2 separate regions of the Sus scrofa genome follow, and region 2 is linked to region 1. A link is a contact called in public Hi-C data. All regions are on one chromosome and are shown on one strand. Each heading gives the region's core, a stretch centred on a gene start, on an enhancer-like site or on the middle of the called end of the contact. The rest is flanking DNA. Distances are from core to core; before and after follow the strand shown. Region 1 overlaps PFDN1 (prefoldin subunit 1). Region 2 holds the start of SLC4A9 (anion exchange protein 4).

The links. A called contact is a pair of places that touch in the nucleus more often than the background predicts.
Region 2: a contact with region 1 is called in a Hi-C map of omental adipose tissue, with 4 times the contacts expected there. The contact joins the promoter of SLC4A9 here to the enhancer-like site in region 1. A contact is called at or near these places in 2 of 5 promoter capture datasets (fetal liver and liver), 32 of 47 Hi-C or Micro-C datasets (adipocytes, adipose tissue, alveolar macrophages and 17 more) and 2 of 2 datasets of contacts at active chromatin or transcription factors (alveolar macrophages and skeletal muscle).

Annotation. Positions count from the first base shown.
Region 1 is chr2:142,013,764-142,021,322 of Sscrofa11.1, forward strand. The region is part of intron 3 of PFDN1 (prefoldin subunit 1); the gene reads right to left. Among named protein-coding and RNA genes, the nearest start is that of PFDN1, 60 kb to the right of the region's middle. Within about 2 kb of position 4,053, at least 12 of the 83 cell types and tissues checked have an H3K27ac peak or open chromatin away from gene starts, as enhancers often do. A contact at or near this core is called in alveolar macrophages, omental adipose tissue, retroperitoneal adipose tissue and 1 more, where this site is marked.
Region 2 is chr2:142,125,443-142,133,001 of Sscrofa11.1, forward strand. SLC4A9 (anion exchange protein 4) reads left to right here and starts at 3,060. Exons shown (of 23, transcript XM_021084880.1): 1 at 3,060-3,897; 2 at 4,227-4,387; 3 at 4,669-4,782; 4 at 5,194-5,249; 5 at 5,397-5,554; 6 at 5,800-5,887; 7 at 6,196-6,350; 8 at 6,751-6,867; 9 at 7,028-7,158; 10 at 7,161-7,201; 11 at 7,358-7,491. The coding sequence starts at 3,680. LOC110259509 (a long non-coding RNA gene) reads right to left here. Exons shown (of 6, transcript XR_002341945.1): 4 at 3,676-3,874.

The DNA of each region.
Region 1 (7,559 bases), core at 2,803-5,302:
GGCCATGCAAATTCAGGCTGTCATCCTCAGCTTTAAAACTCTTCATTCTATCACATCTCTCCCTTCTAGCTCCCTTTCAGGTACAGTATTTTTTCATGACTTTTTACCACTGCCTTTCCTAGTCTTCAAGTTTCAAACATAATGTAAAATGAACTTGTCTATCTTTAAATCTTTAGTTTAAGTAGACTTAACTGGACATTAAAAAAATTTTTTTTCATCCCAACAGATGTAGCATTCCTGAGCACAGCGGTATCTATTTTGTAACTGAATTTCCTTTATTCATTTTCTCTCTTTTTATAGCTGCACCTGCAGCATATGGAAGTTCCCAGACTAGGGTTCAAGTTGGAGCTGCAGGCTTACACCATAGTCACAGCAACTCCAGATCCAAGCCATGTCTGCAACCTTCACCACAGCTCGAGGCAACACCGGATCCTGAACCCGATGATAGAGTCCAGGGATGCAAGTCCAGTGTCCCGCATCCTCATGGACACTATGTCAGGTTCTTAACCCACTGAGCCACAATGGGAACTCTTCTAGCTATATTTCAATAGTTCCTGTTTCATCCTCAAATGTACCGAAGCCCAGAAGGCCCTCATAATCAAAATGGGACCAAAGCATCTGGTGTGGATTGAAATGTATCTCACACAGAAAGATAGGCTGCAGTCCTGACCCCCAGTACCTGTGAAGGCGACCGGATTTGAAACAGGGTCTTTGCAGATGGAACCAAGAGGAGCTCATACTGGATTAGCAGAGACCCTAAATCCAATGATCAGTGTCCTTCCAAGAAGGCCACATAAAGACAAAGAGACACATAGGGAGAATGCCATGCCCTGATGAAGGCAGACAGTGAAGGGGTGCCCCTGCCAGATTACAGAGGCCAAGGATGGCCCCCAATTACCATAAGCTAGGAAGAAGGAAGGAAGGGTTCTTCCCTGGACCCTCCAGAGGGACCATGGCCCTGCAACACCTTGATTTTGGACTTTCAATCCCAGGAACTGTGAAAAAATACATTTCTGAAATTCCCTTTGTGGTGCAGCGGAAACGCATCCGACTAGTATCCATGAGGATGTGGGTTTGATCCCTGGCCTTGCAAAGTGGGTTGGGGACCCAGCATTGCTGTCAGCTGTGGTGTAGGCCACAGACACGGCTCAGATCCCAAGTTGCTGTGGCTGTGATGTAGGCCGGCAGCCACAGCTCCGATTAGACCCTAGCCTGGAAACTTCCATATGTCTCGGGTGCAGCCCTAAAAAGCAAAGAAAAAAAAAAAAAGAAGAAGAAAAGAAAAAATAAATTTCTGTTGTTTTCAATTGCCCAGTTTGTGGTAATCTGGTAATCTGTTATGCAGCCCTAGTCCACCAACACAGCACCTGAAATGAGGGATGCTCCCAGAGACAAAATTTATCCCAAGTTCTTCTAGACCCATAGCTTCTGCCCACACTGAATCACAGAGGCCTAGCTAAGAATCCCTGAAAGTTCCTATGCTGGGATTGTACTTTTCCCAGAAACGCCTGTGGTAGAATTGACCCAAATACAAGTGAGACCATCAGAGAGAATGGAGAAAGTGAAGGAACCAATGATTAAGTTAAATTTTTTCTTCCTTGAATGTCCACAGCTTCTTAAAACCACTAGTCATATCAGAAACTCTATGGACCCTGGTCTTCCCCATTCCTGTAAATACCACCCCGTTCCTGCAGCTGCTCAAGACACAAGCTTTGCCATCATCCTGCATTTTCTTTCTTTCCCATCTGACATCCAACTAAGCAATGGATCCTGCTGGTGCGATCTCAAAACGGACCCCGACTCGGACCTTAATGAACAGCATCCTAAGTGGTCTGCTTTCTTCTACCCTTGACCCCCTTCAGTTTCTTGGCCACACGGTGGCCAGAGTCATCTTTGAACATTTAAAACTCTCCAATGGCGTCCTATCTCTTGCAAAACAAAAGGTAAAGCCTTTTCAAAAAGCTCTGTCTAGTTTTGGAGTTGTGGTTCAGCGGTAACAAACCCAACTAGTATCCATGAGGATACGGGTTCAATCCCTGGCCTCACTGGGTGGTTAGAGATCCTGCATTGCTGTGGCTCTGGTGTAGGGTGGCAGCTGCAGCTCTGATGAGACCCTAGCCTAGGAACCTCCATGTGCCAGAGGTATGGCCCTAAAAAGACCAAAAAACAAAAAAACAAAACAAAAAAAAGTTATGCATAGGTTTTTTTGTTTTAGGGGTGTACCCGTGGCACATGGAGGTTCCCAGGCTAGGGGTCTCATCAGAGATGCAGCCCCCGGCCTACACCACAGCCACGCCAGATCTGAGCTTTGTCTGAGACCGACACCACAGCTCATGGCAATGCCAGACCCTAAACCCACTGAGCGAGGCCAGGGTTCGAGCTCGCAACCTCATGGTTCCTAGTTGGATTCACTTCCACTGCTCCACGACGGGAGCTCCAGCGACATAGTCTTGCTCTTCGCTAACTCTCTGACCTCCCCTCCCTCCCACTCATTTAGCTCTGGGCACACTGGCCTCCAACCCATCAGGCGCGCTCCTGCCTATCCTTTGTCCTGGGGTCTATGGGTAGGAACCCCCGTCTCCAGAGAGCCGAGTGACTTGCTCCTTCGCCTCCTTCAGATCCTTCTCAAAGGTCACCTTGTGGGAAAGGCCTTCTAGATCACAGGCAGCCCACGCTCTATCCTCCTCACCCTGATTTTCCTCCAGAGCGCCCGAGGCCCCCTGAAGCCGCATCTGTCGCCTGCCTGCCTGCCCTCGCGAGAAGAAAGGGTCCCCGAGGGCAAGACTGTGTTCTCCTCCTCGACGCGGGCCCGGTGTCTGGAGGCACGGCTGGTTCACGACAGGAGCTCAGGACGTGCTGCCCACACGTGCCCGCCGCGGGGAAAGGACGCCTGCCTGATGGCCCCGCACGCGCGCCTTCTCGCGTCCTCTCCGCTTGCGGAACGAGGACCGCCCGCCAGAGGGCGCGACGGCAGAGGCCGACCACGCTCCTCCCGCGGGGTGCTTTTCGGGGTCTGGCCCTGCCCTCTGACCTCTGCCCCTAGACTCAAGCTCGGCCCTCACGGATCCCGACGGGCATCCGAATCTTGCTCCCACAAACAGGCCCTAAGAGTCAAGCCCTCACGATGTCCCCGGTCAACCCATGACACTATAGAACAAACCGTCCCAAGTTCCTGTGTCCTGGGGTTGGAAGTCCCGCTCCAGGTGCCATCACGTCGGAGCTGCTGCCACGACAAGGGGGCGATGTTTGCTAGGAAACTCCGGGAGGCGCTTAACCGCCCCCCCCCACCACCACCACCAGGAGCCCCAGGAAGGCCTAGGCGCCCTTCCGCCTCGCCAAGGGACCTCCCTCCAATCCCGTTCCTAGGAAGTTCTCTAGTGCCTTCCAACCACAGAGCTCTGGGTGCAGCCACTCTCTGGTGTGGCCTGGTCCTGACGTCCAATTCTGAGGTTTCCTGTAGGGCTCGGCACGACCAGGGAGGTGACATGGTTGGAGCTACTGCGCATCAGCCTGAGGTTCTTCTTTCCGGGCATCGGACTGAGGAGCTGGTGTTTCATTCCCATCCTCTCACAGAGGAAAGAGGCCAAGTCCAGAACTTTGCTGACATGACACAATCAGACAGACTCCCGAGGTAATTCATCTCGTGACACCATCTCTAGAGACTTTTTTCTTTTCTTAGGAACTTTGCCTCTCTCTCTTTCTCTAAAGTAGTTTTGGTTTGTCTGTCATTTCTTAGGGTGTAGAAAAGTTTCCCCCCTCACTTTTTATTCCCCCACTTGTAAAATGAGGATTTAGACAACCCCAAATTACAAACCCAAGGGCCTCCCTGGGTCTCCTGCTCGCTCAGTTCTGCAGAGCCCTACGACGGCCAGAGGGGCCAGCGGGCCACACGGAGCAAGCTCAGCTAGTGGCCAAAGGCGCTGAAGGCTGAGCAGGCACGTCTTGGCAGGTGGGGTGAAATGCGAAGGCGGCAGGAGGAAGAGAAAAACAAAGGCAAGGCGGGGGCCCAATGAGAGAAGTTAGAAAGGGAAATGAGACAGCTGGGCAGAGCCCCGAAAGTGCAAGTGCTGTGACGGCCTGAGTGGGTGTGGAGTGCTCACCACAGGCAGGAAAGACAGGCCGAACCGGACCGGAACTGGTACAAAAGAAACAAGGGAGCGGAGGATGCTCGTCCACTGTTGAACTCATCTGGGCACATCCACTTCACCGTCAAGGACACAACTGGGCTGCAACGGAACTGCTAAGCTGCACGTGGCTGGGAGACAAACTCAAAGAATGGGAAAGCAATTTTACGCGTGGAGCAGGAGAATAAAAAGAAATCTCAACAGGGGTTACTGTCTTTTAACAAATGCTTTCGAGACATCTTCCAGCGGTCCCTCTCCCGAGAGACAGGCACACAAGACTTGGATCACCTGAGCACTGACCTTGTTGCTCCTCCCAGATGCTCTTTCATGTGCTAAAGAGACTCTGCCGCTGCCACTGTAGGGGTCAGACTCCCGAATCCCACTTTTGATCCCCTGCTCAATCTACCCAAGACAAACCTCTATGCTACGCGAGCATTTCCTCCCAATGACAATGTTTAGCCTTTTAGGCCCCTAGAGTTCATGCGATCTCTACCTACTATCGCCTCCCTAACACATCAGTTTCCCTTAAGTCCCAGAAAAAGGCCCGTCCTCAGACAACCTGAGGAAGAAAGTTCCTAAGTTCAGAGCAAGAAGGGGCAATGTTCCCATGTAAATGGCAGACGGAGATCAGGCCTCCTCCAAAGAGGTATTACATTTGTGGGCACCAAGCTTAAAAGGCATAAGGCAAGCCAATAAATCATGTCAAGTGATAAACACATGACGTAGGTAGGGACATTTGGCTCAGAGAAGATTCAAGGGAGAAGGAACCCAACTATGACCTTCCATATCCAAAGCGATGGCTCTCTTAAAGTGTGGCCCCCAGACCAGCAGCATCGGCAACACTGGGGAACTTGTTAGAAATGCACATTCTTGGGCCCCAAGCCAGACCCACTAAATCAGAAACTCTAGGGATGACACCTGGCAATGTGTTTTCACAAGCCCTCCAGGCAAGTCTGCTGACGTCCAGTGAATTTTGAGAACCTCGTTCAGAAGTGGAAGTCACCAAACTTTTTCTATGCAGGGCCAGACAGTAAATAGTCGAGGTTTTGTGGGGTTGCTTCTATCACAACTATTCAACTCTGCCACTGCAGTGCAGAAGCAACAAAGAAAATACGTCAACAAATGGGCATAACTGTGTTGTAAAAACGCAAAAACAAATGAGCCAGACCTGGCCGGCAGGGTATGGTTTTCGAACCTCTGTTCTTAAAAAAGAGCGAGCCTTCAAAAGGAGCACTGAATCTAACCGGCAGAGGTTTTCTCTTCCAATGAAAACTGCCTCATCAAAGGATAAATTTCCATTCATTCATCCAAGCCTACTGCCAAATGATGGTTCCTCTTTTTTCCCTCCCAAACCCCTGGTTCTTGAAATCAGTAGCATCATGGGGTGCCACCCTCTTCCCCCCTCCTTGCTGCCTCGACCCATCAGTACCCTCATTCAGATGGCTCACTGTCTTTCTCTCCACGACTGCTGCCCCACTCAAGGGGACTTCAACAAGACTGAAGATGATCCATCCAATACCGTGACCGCCTCTCCCCTCACAATTTTCACCTGAGCCACCCAGACCACGGCCGTACCAAGACATCCTGACACCACCAGTAACAGCAGCTCCCCCAGGATTTCAGCTCCACTACCACTACTTCCTACTTTTTTAGCTTACTTCTATCTAGTAACTCTCCCTCCAGCACTTCTTCAACTTTGTCACTCAAGTTTTTCATGATCCATTCTGCTTCCATGCTTCTCCCTCCCACACACAGTCCACTACTTGTATTTATTCTGCTTGTGAACCCCCTTTGCTCCTCTCTCCCTCTGCGGGACTTACCTGGCAAAATGCCAACCCAAGCTAAACCAACCATCGACCATGACTGTTCCCAAATATGTTAGTACCCAAACAGCTGAATGCTGCTGGAGAAAAACACTTAACTGCGCTGCATGGTTTCACTTTACATGCGGGACCATGAATCTCAAATAGGCACTCACCACTATCCAGAAATTCTATTAAAACTTCCTTAATATAGTAACTTGTCTGCTCTCCAAATAACTCTTTCAAGCTTTATCTTGTCTCTTCAACTCTCCTACCCTCTCTCCTCCCCTCTCATTCCCAGCTCACAGAGAAGCGAGAAGCAATCTGATGAGAGCTCCATCTTTCTATGATCAAACCTGCTACCTGACTGACACCTGTACATACACAGGTTTCTTTCCCTATTGTTAAAATAGAGGGTCAGCTCCTATCAAAACACAATCCCTCCATTTGGGTATTGATTCCATCTCCTCAAAAATTTTGTTCCCACAAAATTTTGTTTTCTTTCTTCTTAATCTTCAATTTTGCTTTCTCCGCAAAATCCTTCTTGGCAAGGTGAGTCACTTTAAAAAAACACAGAAAACAAACCCAAAACCTGACCCCTTTCTCATCCCCACATTCCCCATAGTCACTGCCCCCGTTCTCTCCTCCCCTTCTTGAAAAATCTCTTGGACCAATTGTTGGGTAGCTGCTTCCACTTCCTCAAACCTCTCCCATCACGCTTCCCGTCTAATCCCCTGAACTGACTGCATGACTGCAGCCCCGGTCACCAATGATCTCTGTTGCCCAAAGCGGTGTTACGCTGTTCTCTTCTTGCTCAGCGCATTCTTACTCATCGATGGCATTCAACACACTTCCTCTCTTAGCTTTCGAGATCCCACACTCCTATAGTCCTCTTACTCTCCTGCCCACTCCTTCCAAGTCCTCGTTTGCTGACAACGCCTCCTCTACTCAACGTCAAAATGTTGGCACTTTCTGAGAGGCTGTCCCAGAACTCCTATCCCTCTATCTCCGAAACCTCATCTAGTCTCACATCTTTAAACATCACTATGACTTCCGTATTTGTATCTCCGACCCAGACCTCTCCATAATTACAGATTTACACATCAAATTGCTTATAAAACATATCCCCCTGGAGTTCCTGTCGTGGTTCAGTGGTTAACGAATCCAACTAGGAGTCATGAGGTTGCGGGTTTGATCCCTGGCCTTGCTCAGTGGGCTGGGGATCCGGTGTTGCCGTGAGCTGTGGTATAGGTCGCAGACGCAGCTCGGATCCTGCGTTGCTGTGGCTCTGGCGTAGGGCAGCGGCTACAGCTCCGATTCGACCCCTAGCCTGGGAACCTCCATATGCCGCGCGAGCGGCCATAGAAAAGGCAAAAAGACAAAAACAAACAAAACATATCCCCCTGGATGTTGAACCCAAACATCACATGTCTAAGACAAGCACACCTGATGTACAGTCACCCCAGGGCCTCCCAGTCTTCTCCGTCTCAGTGAGTGGCAGTCATCCAAGTGCTCAATTTAAAAACCACAGAAACAAAAAAATACAGAAAGCATCCCTGATTCTTCTCTTTTCCTCATATTCCATACCTCCTATCCAGCCATCAGTCTTAACTTACTTCCAAATATACCCTAA
Region 2 (7,559 bases), core at 1,810-4,309, 110 kb after region 1:
CTGCGGTGTAGGTCAAAGACAAGGCGCAGATGTGGTGTTGCTGTGGCTGTGGTGTAGACCAGCTGCTGCAGCTCTGATTCAACCCCTAGGCTTGGAACTTCATATGCCTCACCTGGGGCCCTAAAAAGCAAATAAATAAATAAGCAAGTAAGGCCTGCAGTCAAGTTAACTGTGTTGTACTTATGTCATCATCCTTTTGTTTCGTTTTGCTTGTGTTTTTTTAGGGCCGCATCCACAGCATATGGAAGTTCCCAGGCTAGGGGTCGAATCAGAGCTGTAGCCGCTGGCCTACACCACAGCCACAGCAACTTGGGATCCGAGTTGCCTCTGTGACCTATACCACAGCTCAGAGCAACGCCAGATCCTTTAACCCACTGAGATGGGTCAGGGAACGAACCCACATCCTCATGGCTACTAGCTGGGTTTGTTACCACTGAGCCACAATGGGAACTCCTTCATCCTTGTTTTGATATTGTATTATTGCTGAGTAAGATGTTACCCTGGGGGGAAGCTGGATGAACAGTACCAGCCAGAGACCTAGTTTTTGGGCGACTTTTTCTACAGGTCTTCTATAATTAGACTCAAATAGTTTTTTTTTTTATTAAAAGTTTTTTAAAAAGCTTGTCGTAAGGATGACATGAGATAATACGCCTTGTACAGTGGTTGGAGACAACTGACGGTTCGGTGTATGATACATTCTTTCTTCATAGTTATATGACAGGCTCCCTTCATTGTGTATACTATGTACCAGCCCTCTTTTAATGCCCTGTTCCATCTAATAAAACCTATGATGTAGGCACTTGTATTTTCCTCCATTTGCTGATAAGAAAACTCAGGTTCTACAAAGATAAATCTCTTCTCCACTTGCTAGAAAGGGACCCAGCCAGGATTTGCAACCAGGCAGCCTCTTGGTGACACCACTCCCTCCCCCTCAGGGCCGGCTCAGTGGACTGCTACAGGTCTGCTTTGAATCTTGGAAATCATCTACTCCAACCATCTCAGTTTCGGTGGAAACAAACAGGCTCAGAGGGGGGAAGGGTTTGGCCCAAAGACTCCCAATACGTCTGTGACTGAGCCAGGATGAGTACCAGGTCTTTGAACGCCTGAGCCTGGGTGTCTCCCAGGGCTGCCGGCCCACCCCGCACACCCTCACTGGGAGACTGCTCGTGCCCACAGGCGGACCCTGGCTCTCATCCACCAACCTGTACAGCTCAGGGCCCTTGAGACCCAGCAGAAAGAGGGGCCGGGGGAGAGCAGAGGCATGGCGGCCCTCTAACACAGGCAGCATCGGGAGCCAGGGAAGCTGGGCCATAGAGAGGGCAAGGGCAGACCCTCTGAACTTGGCGGGGGTGGAAAGGGAGGGCGTGCTTGTGAGGGGGTATTCATGCTAAATCCAGCTCCTGTCCCCTCCAGACTCCCTTGAGTCACTTGCCCCTGAGGTTGGGACACATTCTTGGAGGGGGTGGCTAGGGGATTCCCCGCCCTCTCAAGCCCTAGGCCAGTTTCTGTTCATCCTGGGAACGAAACCAACTCCCTCCACTCAGACTCAGCCCTCAGTCCCCCACTGGTAATACGGTGACTCGCTCCCCTAATTGCTGTCCTGGGACCTCCTTGGACTTGGAGCGGTTAGCCCTAAATCCAGACCTAGGGTTGGTGGGGAGGGGAGGAACGGGTAACAGGTGTCCCATGGGGGGTTTGACACACATTCAGATGAGCCTGATGGGTTTCTCTCCCCACCCCTGTTGCGCTCCTCGCCATAGCTCATCGCACCAAGCCAATCTGCCGTGGGGGAGGGCAAGGCAGAAGTTCCTGGAACCCTCCAGGCCACCTCTGCGCGTGGTGGGTCCGCCGGGAAAGGAAACCCGACCGACCCTTGGACCAAGGGAGAGGCCCTAGCGATCCGGTCCGCGGGGAGCAGCGCCCTCGTGTGGCCTCTGGGAGCAGCGCCGCTCATTTCTCAACCCCTCCCCTTCTGTGAGCTCATTGAAGTAGTATTTATTGAGTGTGACTAGGTGCTCTAGGGGCAACGGTGAAGAAGATAGATAACATACCTGCTCCGTGGACAGCGCATTCTTCTGGGTGTGTGTGTGTGCGCGCGCGCGTACGTGCATGCACGCACGTGTGGAGGAGCAAGCAATAAATGATAAATAATAAACAAGGCAGTTACTACCAGTGATAATTGCTAGGAAGAAAATAAAACAAAAATAAGATGGAGAAACTTAGGACAGGATGAAAAAAGGAGATGTTCCTGAGTAGGGAATGTCTGCGATGAGACCTAGGTGAAGATCTGGGGGGGAAGCTTTCCTTGTTGAGAGAAGGGTTACTGCAGGAACAGAGGGGGGCTTTGGGGAACAGAGGGAGCTCAGAGTTGCTGGAAAGGATCGAGGAAGCACAGAATAGTATGAGAGTCTATCAGGGAGGCGGGCTGGGACCAGGCTATACGTCAGATCTTAGAGGCCATGACAGAGGTCGGATATTCTTCCAGGAGTAATGAGGATGCACAGGGTGGGTTTTGAGCAGAAGAGTAATATCGCTTGATTATCTTCTAAAAATGTTTATTTTGGCATTCTCTTGAGGTGCAGCCAGTTAAGGATCCAGCATTGTCACTGCAGCGGCTTGGGTCACTGTTGTGGCATGGGTTCAATTCCTGGCCCAGGAACTTCCATCTGGTGGAATAACAAAAGGACTCCTATGTTGGAGTGAAATGGAAACATACTAAAATTTAAAATAAAAATCATAAACTGAAAGGACCCCAATGGCTGCTGTGTGGAGAATGGAAGAGGGGAAGCAGGGAAATGACGCAACAGGTTAGAGCTATCGAACCAATCCAGGGGAGACGTGAGAGCGGCTGGGAACAGGATGGCCACGTGGAGGTGGGGAGTTGTGGTTGGATGCTGGGTCTGTTTTGAAAGTAGAGCCAACAGGACTTGCTAATAGACCACATTCTCTTGCTCACCTGGCTCCCTGAACGCCTCCAGACACACCCCCTAGCTGGCTCCTCCATGTGCGGTGGGGGGCTGAGTTAGCGGGTAGATCCCAGGCCCACAGCTAAATGAGGAAATTTCCAGGTGTTGTCGGTCAAAGGCATGTAAGACTCAGGCACTGCATTCTCAGTGAATGGCCTCCACTTTCCATTGTAAGTCCATTAAGCGGGCAGGGTGTCTGCCTGCTGTCTCCCTTAAGCTGCCTGACATCCATGGATAGACCCAGTTATTTATTGGGTCTCTGTTTATGCCAGTGGGTGCCCTCTGGGTGTGTTAGTGACACCCGAAACAGTCCACAGCATTCGGTGTTTGTATTTGACACAGAGTAGAGGGTAGTATGATCTGGGGGCCAGACCTCAGCTCAAGCCAGCGAGGGACTCCTGTTCATTTACACAAAACACAGTAGGGTCAGACGTGATCCCACAGGAAACGTGCACATTGCTTTGCCCCAGGTCAGGCATTTCTTGAAGAGCCTGGAAAGCTGAGATTAGCCTCACACACTCAGGCCAGCAGGGAATGGGGAAAACAAGCAGGGGACGAGGTGACCTGTTGGCTCCGGAGTCAGCAGGCCTCGCTCTGTCTGTGTCGTGCTGCATGGGGGGGAGGGTGCCTTATAAATACAGCCAGCCAGAGGGCCCTGGCCCCAGAACCGAGGACAACAGCAGCCCCTGAGCATCTGTGCAAGTCTCACCGAGATGAAGCTGTCAGGCCAGGAAGAGTTTGAAGTCTCCAGAGCTTGTGAAAATGTGCCCACAGGAGAGCTGGACAATGACTCTGGCTCTGGGCCCAGACCTGATGATCCCTTAGACGCGGCCAGCGGGAAACTGGGGGATCCCAAGGACCTCCTGCTCTTCATTCAGCTCAACGAGCTGCTGGGCTGGCCCCAGGCGCTGGAATGGAGAGAGACGGGCAGGTGAGTGGGACCAGGGCGGTTTTGGGGGGGTCTTTCCCCTGCCCCCAATGGGGCCTCCTCCATGACCGCCAGCTCTTCCTGTGTGTGTGTGGGGGGGGGGTAGTCTCACTCCCAGTCAGTTCCTTTCTGTGTTTTGAGTTCCCCGAGATGCAAGATGAGGGGTGACTACTGCCCAGGAAGGAGCATGCTCTTGTACCGCTGGGCCCAGGATCCCCTCCCCGACTGCCTCACCTTCCCTGGCTCGCCTGCATCCCCACTCCTAGCCTGTGTCCCCACTCCTAGACTTGGACAGATGCCTGCAATAACATGGTGTACCCTCTTCACCACAGGTGGGTGCTGTTTGAAGAGAAGTTCGAAGTGGGTGCAGGCCGGTGGAGTGCCCCCCATGTGCCCGCCGTGGCGCTGTCCAGCCTCCAGAAGCTCCGCAGTCTGCTGGCCAAGGGACTTGTCCTGCTGGACTGTCCAGCTCAGAGCCTCCTGGAGCTTGTGGGTACGCTGGGTGCCTTTGCTGAGAGGGCCTGGGCAGCCATGTCGTTTCACCAAGATTTTCCTCCCCAAAGTCTTGGAACTTTCCAAAGCCCACCCCGCCCCGCCGCAGGGGATTCCATCCCTGTCACAGGGGAGAGATGCAAACGCAGAGCGGAAAGAGCAGGTTCACTGGCCCCTTCATTCCCTGAGACTCTCAGAAGGGAAAGGGACCTGGGCAGAGGGGAAGGGGAGCGGTTGGGGGCAGGGAGTTCTTGGGAAAAGGATGGGAGCCTCTTTCTCCAGAGCAGGTGACCAGAGTGGAGTCGCTGAGCCCAGAGCTGAGAGGGCAGCTGAAGGCCTTGCTGCTGCAGAGACCCCAGCACCCCATCCAGACCACAGGCACCAGCCCCTGCCGGGGTGAGACGTCCCACCCTGAGCCCAGGACCAGAACTCTGGGGTGGGAGGGCCCCAGATCTCCCCTGTACTTCCCGGACCAAGGGTGGCCTGGCCTCTACTCAGACCTCAACCCAGGGGTGAGAAGCGGGCGTAGTAGGGAGGGCAGAAGAATGGAGGAGCCAGAATCCCAACAGCCAGAGCTCTGCGAAGGGAGGTTCTTGGTAGATGCTGGGGAGACTACACAGTGGTTTAATCTTCACAGCCATGGTGGGAGGCAACACCCACATTATCCCCATTCTAGCGCTGAGAAAACTGAGGAGCAGAGGGAGAAGGTGGGCTCCAGTTTTCACAACTTGGCAAAGCTGGGCAGGGAGCCCTGGGGGGTCTCGCCCAGAGTCTGTGCTCTTAATCACGCAGAATCCTGCTTTGTAGGATCGGCCCAACCAAGAGAGGCTTCGCGGGATGAGGAAGCGCCCCTGAAGGAGCAGGTGTGTGGCCCTTCCTTGGGCAGGGCTGGGAGAGGAGCCAGGGGTTCACAGAGACCCACCCTCCGCCAGCCTCCTCCTCAGTCCAGATCCTGCCGACAACCTCTTCCCCGAAAAACCTCTCCTCCTCCGGGTCTCTTTAACCCCCAGCGACAGAACCCTCTGAGACAGAAGCTCCCCCCGGGGACTGAGGCGGGGGCTGTGCTGGCCGGAGAGCTGGGCTTCCTGGCGCACCCCCTGGGGGTCTTTGTGCGACTGCGGGATCCAGTGGTGCTGGGGCCCCTCACTGAGGTGCCTCTCCCCAGCAGGTGAGGCTGCCGAGTGGGGCTCAGGGATCCTGGAGCCCCGAGGAGGCCCTTACTGGGGAGGGTATTAGGGGGTCTTTGGGCCCCGCTCCCTTGGGCTGGGGGGCTCAGGGAGGGGCAGCGGTCAGGACTGTGAGGAAGGCACCCGCGCGAGTGTGTGCGTGGGGCTGGTAGGGAGTCAGAGCCCAGCGCTGCCCTACGAGAGGGAGCAGCCGCCGACGCTCCCTGGAACCTGGTTCCTTCCTCAGGTTTTTCTGCCTCCTTGTCGGTCCCCCGACCCTGGGAAGGAGCTATCACGAGATGGGCCGGGCGGTGGCTGTCCTCCTCAGCGACCCGGTGAGCTGGGCAGGTGTCGGCGTGCACGCGTGCGCACCCAGGCTTGTGGCAGTGAGTGCGTGCGCGGACTCGATACGTGTGACCGAGTGCGGCAACGAGGCCGAGATCACCGGCCCTTGGCTAGCGCCGCACCCCCTCCGCCAGCGCAGCGCCGGGGCGCAGTAGGCACCCACGCTGCTCGATGCCCGCGTGCGACACGAATGCTTGAGGGACCCGCCTGCCTGTGTGACGTGTGTCTCGTTTTGAAACTGCAAGTGCCTGTAAGGGTGAAGCTTCGTATTTAGCGCCCCTCTGCGCCCTGTCCCCAGCAATTCCAGGGGTCAGCTCGTCGGGCCAGCAACCTTCAAGACCTCCTGGCAGCCCTGGATGCCTTCCTAGAGGAGGTGACAGTGCTCCCTCCAGGTCGGTGGGATCCAACAGTTCGGATTCCCCCGCCTAAATGTCTGCCCTCTCAGCACAAAAGGTATCTGGGGGTCATGGTCCCATAGAGACCCTTCCGCACTGGCCTTGGGTCCACTGTTGGGGGCGTTGAGGCGGGGAGGGGAGGCGGTTGCCAGGAAAGGGACAGGAGCCTGTGCTCTGATTGGGGTCAGGCCGACCCAACTGGGCTCACAGTCGCTGTGAGACCTTGCGCGAGGGCCTTCCCTTGCTGGAGCCTGGCTCGCACGTCTGCTAGACGGTCACACACACCATGCCCTGGTCCTTGTTGAGGTGGGGCCCCGGGCTCCGCGCGCGGGGCCGCGTCCCGCCAGCAGAGACACGGGCCGCCGCCAGGGGGCAGCGCGCCCCCAGCTCCCGCGCCCAGTCGCCGCGTCGCCGGCTGCTCGGAGATGCTCCGCCGACTTGGCTTCCCCTGTGCTCAGGCTCCCCGCGCAACTGCAGGAGGCCACGCGCCCCTCTGCCCGGCGAAGGGCCCCGGCCGAAGACCCGCACGGCTGCGGGCCGCACGCGCCCGGCCCTGAGTTGCGGCGGACGGGCAGGTGAGGCGAGCTGGGGTGCGAACCAGGGGCCGGTCGAGGCGCCGGGAGGAGGCGGAGGTGTGCGCTCAGCGTGCGGGGCGGGAGGCTCCCCCGGCCGCAGGGAAAGGGAGAGGGGAGTGGGCTGCGGGAACCCGGATCGCTGATGACCCCCGGGCGGGAGGCTGTTTGGGGGCCTTGTCCAGGACGTGCGCCGGAAGGCCTCGTGGTACCCCAGCGACTTCTCGGACGCCCTGCACCCCCAGTGCCTCTCGGCCGTGCTCTACATTTACCTGGCCACCGTCACGAACGCCATCACTTTGGGGGACTGCTGGGAGAAGCCACCGACGGTGCTCAGGTCGGCGGGGCGGGGGGAGCGGGCAGAGCTTTGGTTCTCCACGAGCCAGGCCCTCTGCCCTTCTCGGGGACGATGGGTGGGCTGAGAAGGCTCCCCCCAAGCTTGGGGGGAGGACTCCAGGGTCCTGCGCTGACAGTGTCCTCTAACGGCTTCTAGGGGGTGCTGGAGAGCTTCCTGGGCACAGCAGTGGCTGGAGCTGCCTTCTGCCTGATGGCGGGCCAGCCCCTCACCATCCTCAGCAGCACTGGGCCAGTGCTGGTCTTTGAACGCCTGCTCTTCTCCTTCAGCAGGTGGGAGGACTCACCCACCTCCCCTCGCCCTCACCACTCACCCTCGGCCTGGTCCTGGCGGCCTCAAT